Linked DNA regions of Anser cygnoides: region 2 is linked to region 1. Evidence: chromatin contacts called from public Hi-C data. All regions are on one chromosome and are shown on one strand. Each heading gives the region's core, a stretch centred on a gene start, on an enhancer-like site or on the middle of the called end of the contact. The rest is flanking DNA. Distances are from core to core; before and after follow the strand shown.

Region 1 (4,376 bases), core at 1,295-3,794:
CAGCTGCACAGCTCGAGGCAGATCCCTACCTTGGGGCTGCAGGTAGCAACCCCAGATCCCAGCTCACCTCTCTTTCTTGCAGCCCCCCTCACACACATACCCCTCTTGCCCCAACCACCCTAATTCCTTTTTCCCCACTGCAGGATAGAATGAGCGTCATGGTAAGGGGAAAATTAGGGTCCTTGGCCAGTCAAAACATGAGTTTCTCCATCTGTCTGATCTGTCTCTCCCTCCAGGGTCTGATAGCTGGCGTGCTGTTTGGCCTCCACACTTCCCAGGCAGCAGGTCACCAAGCAGCAAATGTTTTCTCTGCACAGATCGAATCAAATGGTTCTGTGGGGCGATGCAGCCCGTGGGTCCCTTCAAACAGTTCCCACTGCACTACCAGGCAACGCCAACACCACCCTCGGCACTGACAGCCAGCGAGCCCTGGCAGAAGGCCCCACCCTTGCCAGGCATCAGACCATTTGCCCAGTGCCAACCCATGACACAGCCTTGGGCTGAAAACCTTGAAATGAAAGCACTTTGCTTCCTCTCCAGGCTCTAATTACTGAACAATTATTCTGCAAAAGAATAACATTTCCAGTTATTCATGCTTTGGGCCTCTTGCAGCACAAAAGCAACCCTTGCTATTGCCAGCTGTCTCAAGCAAATAATTCATCACCAGAGGGCTAGATAGGAATTAAAATCGTATTTTAAATGTGATGTGTGTTTGCAACAGCATTTTTTAAGTAGCTACAGTATCATCAAAAAAAAAAAAAGCTATAAAAGACCATTTTTGCATGTGTAAATTAATTTCCAAGTGCAGAAACTGCCTCCAAAGCATTAGCCTTGAAATACATGGTTTCAACATTCAACTTCATTGCTGTTTGTTCCCCTTAAGACAGAAAATGAGAGTGCAATCTTTTGATTTACCTTGCTCATACTTTCCATTCCTCCTGCAACCACAATGCTGGCCTCTTCTGTCATTATGGACTGGGCACCCAGACATACCGCTTTCAAGCCAGACCCACAGATCATCTGGCAGCTCCATGCAGGCACAGAGTAAGGGATTCCTGCACCAACACTTGCCTGCCGAACAGGGTTCTGACCAGCACCTGCAAGAACACACAGGGGTTTTCCTTGTCTACTCTCCAAAAGCAAAACAGGCCTTGTCACTTTCCAATTCCACCAACCTTTAGAGCTTGTTCCTGTTTTTAGTTGGTAGACAAAGAAATTCCCAGCAGCTGTTACCTCTCTCATTTATACATATGGTTTATTGATCAATAGTAAGATCAGTGACTTCAGCCACTTGCTACTCATAATTTTGTATTTGCAACTCTGCTGTTGACTGCTGGTGAGATTAAACACCATTTATTCAGTTTCAAATTGGCACTAACCTGTTGCACATATATAAGATATGAGTTGATTTAAATTGCTGCTAGCTGAAGGGTTTATTTCTGATATCTTCTGTACACTGTGAATAGACAACTTTCCCCAAAAATTCCCCTGGAAACCATAAGCACATTTGTGCAAATGAAAGCTTCCATTCATTCTTGCTTGCAATCTGCTGTAGAGAGAATAGGAGCACTACATACAAAGGCAATATTCTTCATCTGCATCTCCCCAGGCCAAAGCGAGGCCAGCTCTTTTGTATGTAAAGGTGGAGATAAGGAGAGCACAGCATGCTCTCTCACCATGAGCTAGATTCACAGAAATCTGAATCAGCTTTAAATATGAAAGTATTTCTTTTATTTTCTTCCTCCCTCTTTAGAAGAGGGGCTGGTCTGCCCTGCGGCTCTGCTGATCAAACATTACCCTGCAAAAAGCACATGGCCGTGTCAAAGCGAACAATTCCCTGTATCCGCATTCCCACGAAACCGAGCCGGTTGTGTGTAAGCAAGCGGCACGGCAGACCCCGCAGGTGGGTCTCCCAGCCGAACAGAGAAGCGGGCTGCGTCTCCATCCAAGCCCTGGAGCCCTGTCGCTGTCAGAGAAGCGCTGTGACAAAGGGAACGCTGCCAGCCCCCGGAATGCCAGCACCCCCCGTCCCCGCCCCGCCCCAAGACCCCCTCAGAAGCAGCCCCCGGCACGCACAGCGCTGCGGGGACCCAGCCGCGGTGTCCCCCCCCGCCGCCCCAGGGCCCCCGGCCCTACCTGCGGCCAGCACCTGGCCCAGGACCACCTCCGACACCTCCTCGGGGGCCAGCCCGGCCCGCCGCAGCGCCTCACGGATGGCGGCGGCGCCCAGCTCGTGTGCCGGCAGCGCGGACAGGGCGCCGTTGAAGGAGCCTGGAGGAGACACAGGGAGGGGAAGAGGGAGGAAGGAGAGCGGTCACCGCCCGCCCGCAGCCCCTGCGACACCGCGCCCTGGGGGCTGGGGGCCGCCCGCCGCCCGGCCCCTCACCGACGGCGGTCCTGACGGCCGACACGAACACCACGGGGTCTGCGCTCATGGCTGAGCCGAGCCGAGCCGAGGCCGGTGAGCGGAGCCGGAGCCGGATCCTGCACGGCACGGCACGGCACGGCACGGGAGCGGGGCCGGCACCGGGACCGCCCCTCGCGTGGTGCCGGCGCCGCCCCTCGCGTGGTGCCGGGCGGGGCCGGGCCGCGGGCGGGGCGGGACCCGCTGAGGGGAGAACAGGGGGGAGCCGAGGGGTGCCCTGCAGCCTGCCCCTCCTGTGCTGAGTCACGGCCCAAGGGACCCGCCAGCCCGGGCGGTGCCCGAGGGTGCAGCCTGACATTAGCTTGAGTGCCAGCAGCGCGGTTTGGCAGGGCTTTTAGAAAAAAAAAAAAAAAAACGAGGGACAAATTACGTCCTAAAAAAGCAAATACTGTGTGATGACGAATGTACGTGACGGCGTATGCAGCAACAGTGCACCTGTAATCACACCCCGCGTGTTCTGACTGATCTGAAGCTGCTGGGGTTACATCTGCATGCATAAAATGCATTTGAGTCCTCTGTATGGAAACGCCGAGTGACAGAAGCAGTGCAATTCCCAAACTGGATTCACATCAGACTCTAATCTTACTTTAAATGTAAAAACCTACAGCGTTACTACGTAGGAAAGTAACACAACTTCGGAAAGCAAGACCGTTAATCTAGATTTCACCGTTACAACAACATCGTTGGCATAAGTGAAACAGAAAAAAGAATTATCTCAGATGTCTTCAGGCGCAGAAATCTGTGGTAAATCCTGTGGGCAGCCAAATCCTTAGGTGGACTAATCTACCAGTCACCTCAGGATGCATTAAACAGCAACAGGCATGCACCACAGCTTGTCTTCACCAATGCTGTGTGGCCAGGGCAGCTGGTAATGCTAACGGAGACCTCAGATTAAACCTGGGTGACAAAACCATGTCTGGAGCCTTTTCAAAAGACTCATCAGTAAGCAATTAGTAGATCTACCATACAAGCAAAACTCCCGAATATGTGATTTTAAGCTATAAAAAAGTGGTTGTTTTAGAAGAACATCATGCAGTTCCTGGGCAACCCTCTACGACTGAAAGTAGTCTCTGCATCTTTTCAAAATTCAGTAGAGACTGACTCATACGGAGGCAGCACCAAGTAACCTAGTTTATCAACTGTCCTGTATACCTATACGTCATTCTTAATGCAATATTTGACTGATTACAGTTTGAAGTCATCAATGCAAATACAAAATCAATAATGTAAGAAGAGCCCAGAAAACGTTAAATGTCAGCAGGTGTGCAAAGTCCAAAAATGACAGTACATCTGAAGTAAGTCTTACAGACAGGATTGCCTTTTATTTAAAGCTTTTTCCAAATATCAGCATCCTCTCCACACTTGATCTTTAATCTGCCAACAGATGGAAAGAGTTTGAATTTGAAGGGGGCCTAGTGAATTCATGACAGCTCAGGCCAATGAGCTGACTTGCTGCTATTTTGTCCTCAACCACAAACAGCTGAATTGTTTTCCAGCTCAAGAGGAGTGAGGGACCAGCCTGTAATGCTGGGCCAGCCCAAAATGGCAGAATCAAACAAGTTTTATCCAGGTATTTTTGTCTGACTTTCGTTATACTGTTTAACTCTGCTTGGACAGTGTCCAGGATGAGATCCAAATGCATAACAGGAATGTGTAAAGGAACAAAACAACAGCAATTGCACAAGACAAATAATTAGGAAACTTGTATGGTGCAGATCAAAGTTAAGTTATTTAAACATACCAAAAAATGACTAAACATTAGTAGGCAGCTGTGCTTTGAATGCAGTGTAGTTAATGAGCAGCATAATAACCAATAGCAACCTACTGCCCAATGCCGGTACATTTTCACGTTTCTTGGAAATCTAGGCTCTGGGAAATTCAGTCAGGAAAAATTAGGACATCAGTTTGGAACAATGAACTTAACCCACTAACATTCAAAAAGTAAGGCTAT
Region 2 (4,333 bases), core at 108-2,607, 290 kb after region 1:
AAATGCCCCTGGTAAACTTGCACAGTCTGAACATCACCTCTAAGTTTTACTTTCAGGACTTCCATTAGAATTCACGATTTATGAAGAAACAGCCTAGTTTGGGTGACTAATCTAAACCAACATCAGTTCTGTTTGTAGTCTGATCTGACATTGTCACCTCAACACTGGTGGGATTTCTAGGCATTTTACTTCAAAGTAATAATGAATAACCCTTATTTTTCTCATTGGAAGGAAACAGAAATTTGTATGTCATTTGGCAAAATGATTTAGCTTCTCCCTAGCCTCCATATCTCTGATTGCATACCCACAGTGCCCAACCCCACATCATTATTCACTTGCACGGTGAACCATAGAAAAATTTTTAATTAGATTGCTATAAACATTGGTTAAAAAAATATGCTGCAACAGAGAGGATCAAGATTTGGAAAATGCAATGTACAGATGAGAAGATGAGACAGAAAAACAGCATACAAAGTAGAGTCACACTGGAGTTTTAAGACCTTGGAGCAATGGACGTACATGGTATCACAGATCACCCCAAAGGCTAACAACAAATCAAACCCTTTTAGAGTCCACGTGCTTCCCCCTCTCCCTCCCCAAAACGTAGCTCTGGCAAGGAAGTACCAAATGGCTAGGCTGGGAAGACGCTATCCGTTAAACACTTGTTGCTTGCACTGCGGACAGCTGTACTGAGCAACTTAATATTGTGTAGCAAACCGTTCCTTTTAGAACCAAACGCTGTTACTAGCACATTACCAAACAAGACGTTAGAAATGCCCACTAAATTTTATTTAAAAAAAACAGAGAGGAATTGAACAACTGTGGAACTGAGAGAAACTGTCCGGGAGCAGGCGCTGTCCCAGCACCTCCCCGCCGGCGCGCACGGAGCAGGACGGAGGGACCGGGGGCTGCGAGGCCGGCGGGCGGGCGGGCGCTGCGGGGCTGGCTGCGGGCGGGCGGGCGGGCGGCTCCATCCCGGGGCAGGGCAGGGGCCGTGGGCCGGGCTAGGACTCGTCGGGCTTGTCGGCGGGCGGCCCGCAGGGCTGCAGCATCTTCTCCATGAGGTTGAAGCGGACGCGCGCCTTGCTCTCGTTCTCGGCGATGGCGAAGTAGTTGAGCAGGTCGAAGTGGCCCATGTAGGAGCAGTAGGAGTCGCGGTGCTGGTTGACCAGCCACTCCCACTTGGTGGTGTCGGCGTGCCCCGTGCCGATGTACTTGGACTGCAGGTGCTCCAGCTGGCTGTGGATCGTGTACCGGTCCGTCATGGCGCCGCGAGCAATGGCGCCCGGAACCGGCCTCACCGCCCGCCCCGCGCCGCGCCGCGCCCCTTCCGCTCCCCGGGCCCGACGGCAGCCGGGACTTCCCCCCGCCGCCCGCCGACACCGGCGGCGCACTGCGCGCGTGCGCGCCCGCCAAGGCATGCTGGGAGTTGGAGTCCTCTGCCACGGCACGCCCCTCCCGCCCTTAGTCTCACAGGGTCGCTGATGTTGTGAAAGCCCTTCAAGATCCTCTGGTCCAACCGTCCCCCTACCACCAATGTCACCCACTAAACCGTGTCCCTAAGCACCACGTCCAACCCTTCCTTGAACACCCCCAGGGACGGTGACTCCACCACCTCCCTGGGCGACCCGTCCCAGTGCCTGACTGCTCTTTCTGAGAAGAAATGTCTCCTCATTTCCAACCTGAACCTCCCCTGGCACAACTTGAGGCCATTCCCTCTGGTCCTATCACTAGTTTCCTGTGAGAAGAGGCCGATCCCCAGCTCCCCACACCTTCCTTTCAGGTAGTTGTAAAGAGTTCCAGGCAGGGCTTCGGAAGTTTCCTCAAGTTATCCGAAATTCAGCCAGCCTGTTTAAACAACTGCCCTGTTAGACGGACTCCTTGAAGACTCCCATTGGTTTCCCTGAGATTATTAATATGATTTGAACTTCTGTTTTAATCACTTAAATTCAGTAAGCCAGGTGAGGGTTACAGCTGCAGACCAACAACTATATTACATCGTTATCATGCAGCACATACCTGAGGACCTCACATTCCCAAGCCAGACACCAGGCTGAGTCTACCCGAAACTGGCACAACAGCTTTGCACTGTAGGGCCAGGCCTCCAGTTAGTTCCTAAAGGAAAAATACAGCTTTGACATGGTAGCTACTGCTTAATTCGCCTATCTGAGAATCAAGTGAACCAAATCTGAATACAAAGTACGTAGAAAACAGGACATTGGGAATGAAACTGGATAGCCTCTGTCAGTCAGGAGACTTCAGTAAATATGAAAGCAAAATAAATGGAGCCTCTCCTAAAACTCATGTTTCAGGACACAGTGTTTCCCAGCTCTTGACGTTGTCTCTGTATAAATTACGTCTCATTTTTGCTTTCTAAACAAGTGACACAGGAAGTCTGACTGTGGAGGAAGAGAGCTGTAACAAAAATAGCCACGAGGTGCTATGCGCAAATCAAAACACTATTTTTCATTAGCTGTTTACTTTGTTAAAGGCACTACACTTTTTGTAGTACCACTAGTACAAAAACTCCTTATAAAGAAAGGCTGAAAAAGTGCACTGAATTTGAGGGTCCTCCCAAAACAAATATTTTGGTAATATTAATTCAGTTATATTTAGCTAAGAAAAAGCACTATAGGTTCCATCGCATTCCCTTTATGAGGTGCAAAGCTCTCCCTTTTCCCCAGGCAGACTTTGCAACTGAGCAGGGTCAAGGAATAGATCTAAGCCAAAATTCAGTATTACTGTTGAAAAAGATTTTGACAGTGCAGGTAATATTTTACATGAATATTAAACTCACAAGCAGATATAAAAATAACACATTGTAAATTGTATCACCAATCTAATTTGGTCGAAGTGGAGCTTTAAATAAATTCTATCATCCATCAAATAAGTGGTCTTTCTTCGCCAGCTCTCTTAAAGAGCTTACATAACGTTAAATTTAAAATGCATGGAATGATGCATGCTTTCGTATGATAGCAGTGGTTTTAATCACTTGTTCTAAAATAGGAAAGACACATTGCCAGAAATTTTCCAATAGAACACTTCAAGCTCTTTCTTGTAAATGCTGTGCGGTCAAAAGAAATCCATGGAAATATCCTATGAAAACACAGATGATTCAAGGCCCCTTGTTTACAAGTAAGCATGCTATAAAGCCAAGGTCACAGAGAGCAGTGTCAAAACAATATCCTAAAATGTCCTTACCTTTTATTGCAAAGAACTAAATGAGGACTATAATTTTTGTTTTGTTTTGTTTTTGTTTTTACGAGGATCTGTTGAGTCATTATCAAGGCTTACTTAGCAGGAAGCAGTTTTACACAGCTGGATACAGCAATTGCATTCTGCAGTTGCTTCCGGAGAGACCAAGACAGAAAACAAACAAACAAACAAACAAAAGCACACAAAGACAGAATCCCTGCAGAAAAGTGCTGAAGCATCCCACACTTCAGACCTTGGAAAGAGTTCCAAGAGTTCCAAACTCTGGACAAGTTTTATGTAATTTATATATTTTGCAGATCTTGGCCGAAGACCATCCAGGAGGTAACACACTGGGATAACCAAGAGTAAGAAGCGTGATACGTGTCTAGAGGCTTATCCACATCAGGTCAAAGAGGGTGCAAGTTGGTTTAATTTTCTTGAAGAAAAAAAAAAAAAGTTAAAAATGTAGGAGTTCTGGGGAGATCACAGTAAGATTACTTGAGATACTGACTAAGCTAGGAAGACAGCAATTTAGATATTCATCAAGACTTCAGAAAGGTGATCTAAGGAAACTGTTTCAGAAGCCTGCTCCAAGCTTTCTAGTGTTATGGTCTCTTGTTTCATCTCAGAATTGTTTGTGTCCACGGCTTTGTGGTTTCTAGCTTGTTTCATGTCTTCATTCTCACTACAGGCTCAGCCTTCCATCTGTAATCCTACAGTTAGTGTGGTTTATGATGGTGAACAACTCAGAGACTGCGTAAGTGGTTGCTGAGAGTAGGGTGAATGGGGATCATCTCCATAAGGGAAAAGCGAAAAGTTTTATTTTACTGGGATAAACAAAGTTGAAATGCTTGAGAGACACCTGCTTTGTGGTGAGGGGATGTACTATATGCTGGTATATTGAAAGACAAAAAAGGACATTTTCTGAATGTGGGAAAGCTTTCATTTCTTTTTAAAATGGTACCTTTTCAAAGAGTGGGACTGTATGAAGGACACTACCACTTGATAGATGTTCAGGGACAACACCATGACATGTAGGGCTGGTCTCAGAGTTGCTGTCAAATTGTCATCCTGTGAACTCTAAGCTAGGAGACATATTGATTAAAATACTCCATCTTTGGAATAGAAAAGATGCCCA

Evidence for each region. A called contact is a pair of places that touch in the nucleus more often than the background predicts.
Region 2: a contact with region 1 is called in a Hi-C map of liver, with 5 times the contacts expected there. The contact joins the promoter of SF3B5 here to the promoter of ACAT2 in region 1. A contact is called at or near these places in 2 of 7 Hi-C or Micro-C datasets (granulosa cells and liver).

Annotation. Positions count from the first base shown.
Region 1 is chr3:50,429,200-50,433,575 of Taihu_goose_T2T_genome, forward strand. It overlaps ACAT2 (acetyl-CoA acetyltransferase 2), which reads right to left and starts at 2,545. Exons shown (of 9, transcript XM_048067897.2): 1 at 2,387-2,545; 2 at 2,137-2,271; 3 at 916-1,097. The coding sequence starts at 2,435.
Region 2 is chr3:50,722,284-50,726,616 of Taihu_goose_T2T_genome, forward strand. SF3B5 (splicing factor 3b subunit 5) reads right to left here and starts at 1,358. Exons shown (of 1, transcript XM_048067881.2): 1 at 344-1,358. The coding sequence starts at 1,265. The coding sequence ends at 1,005.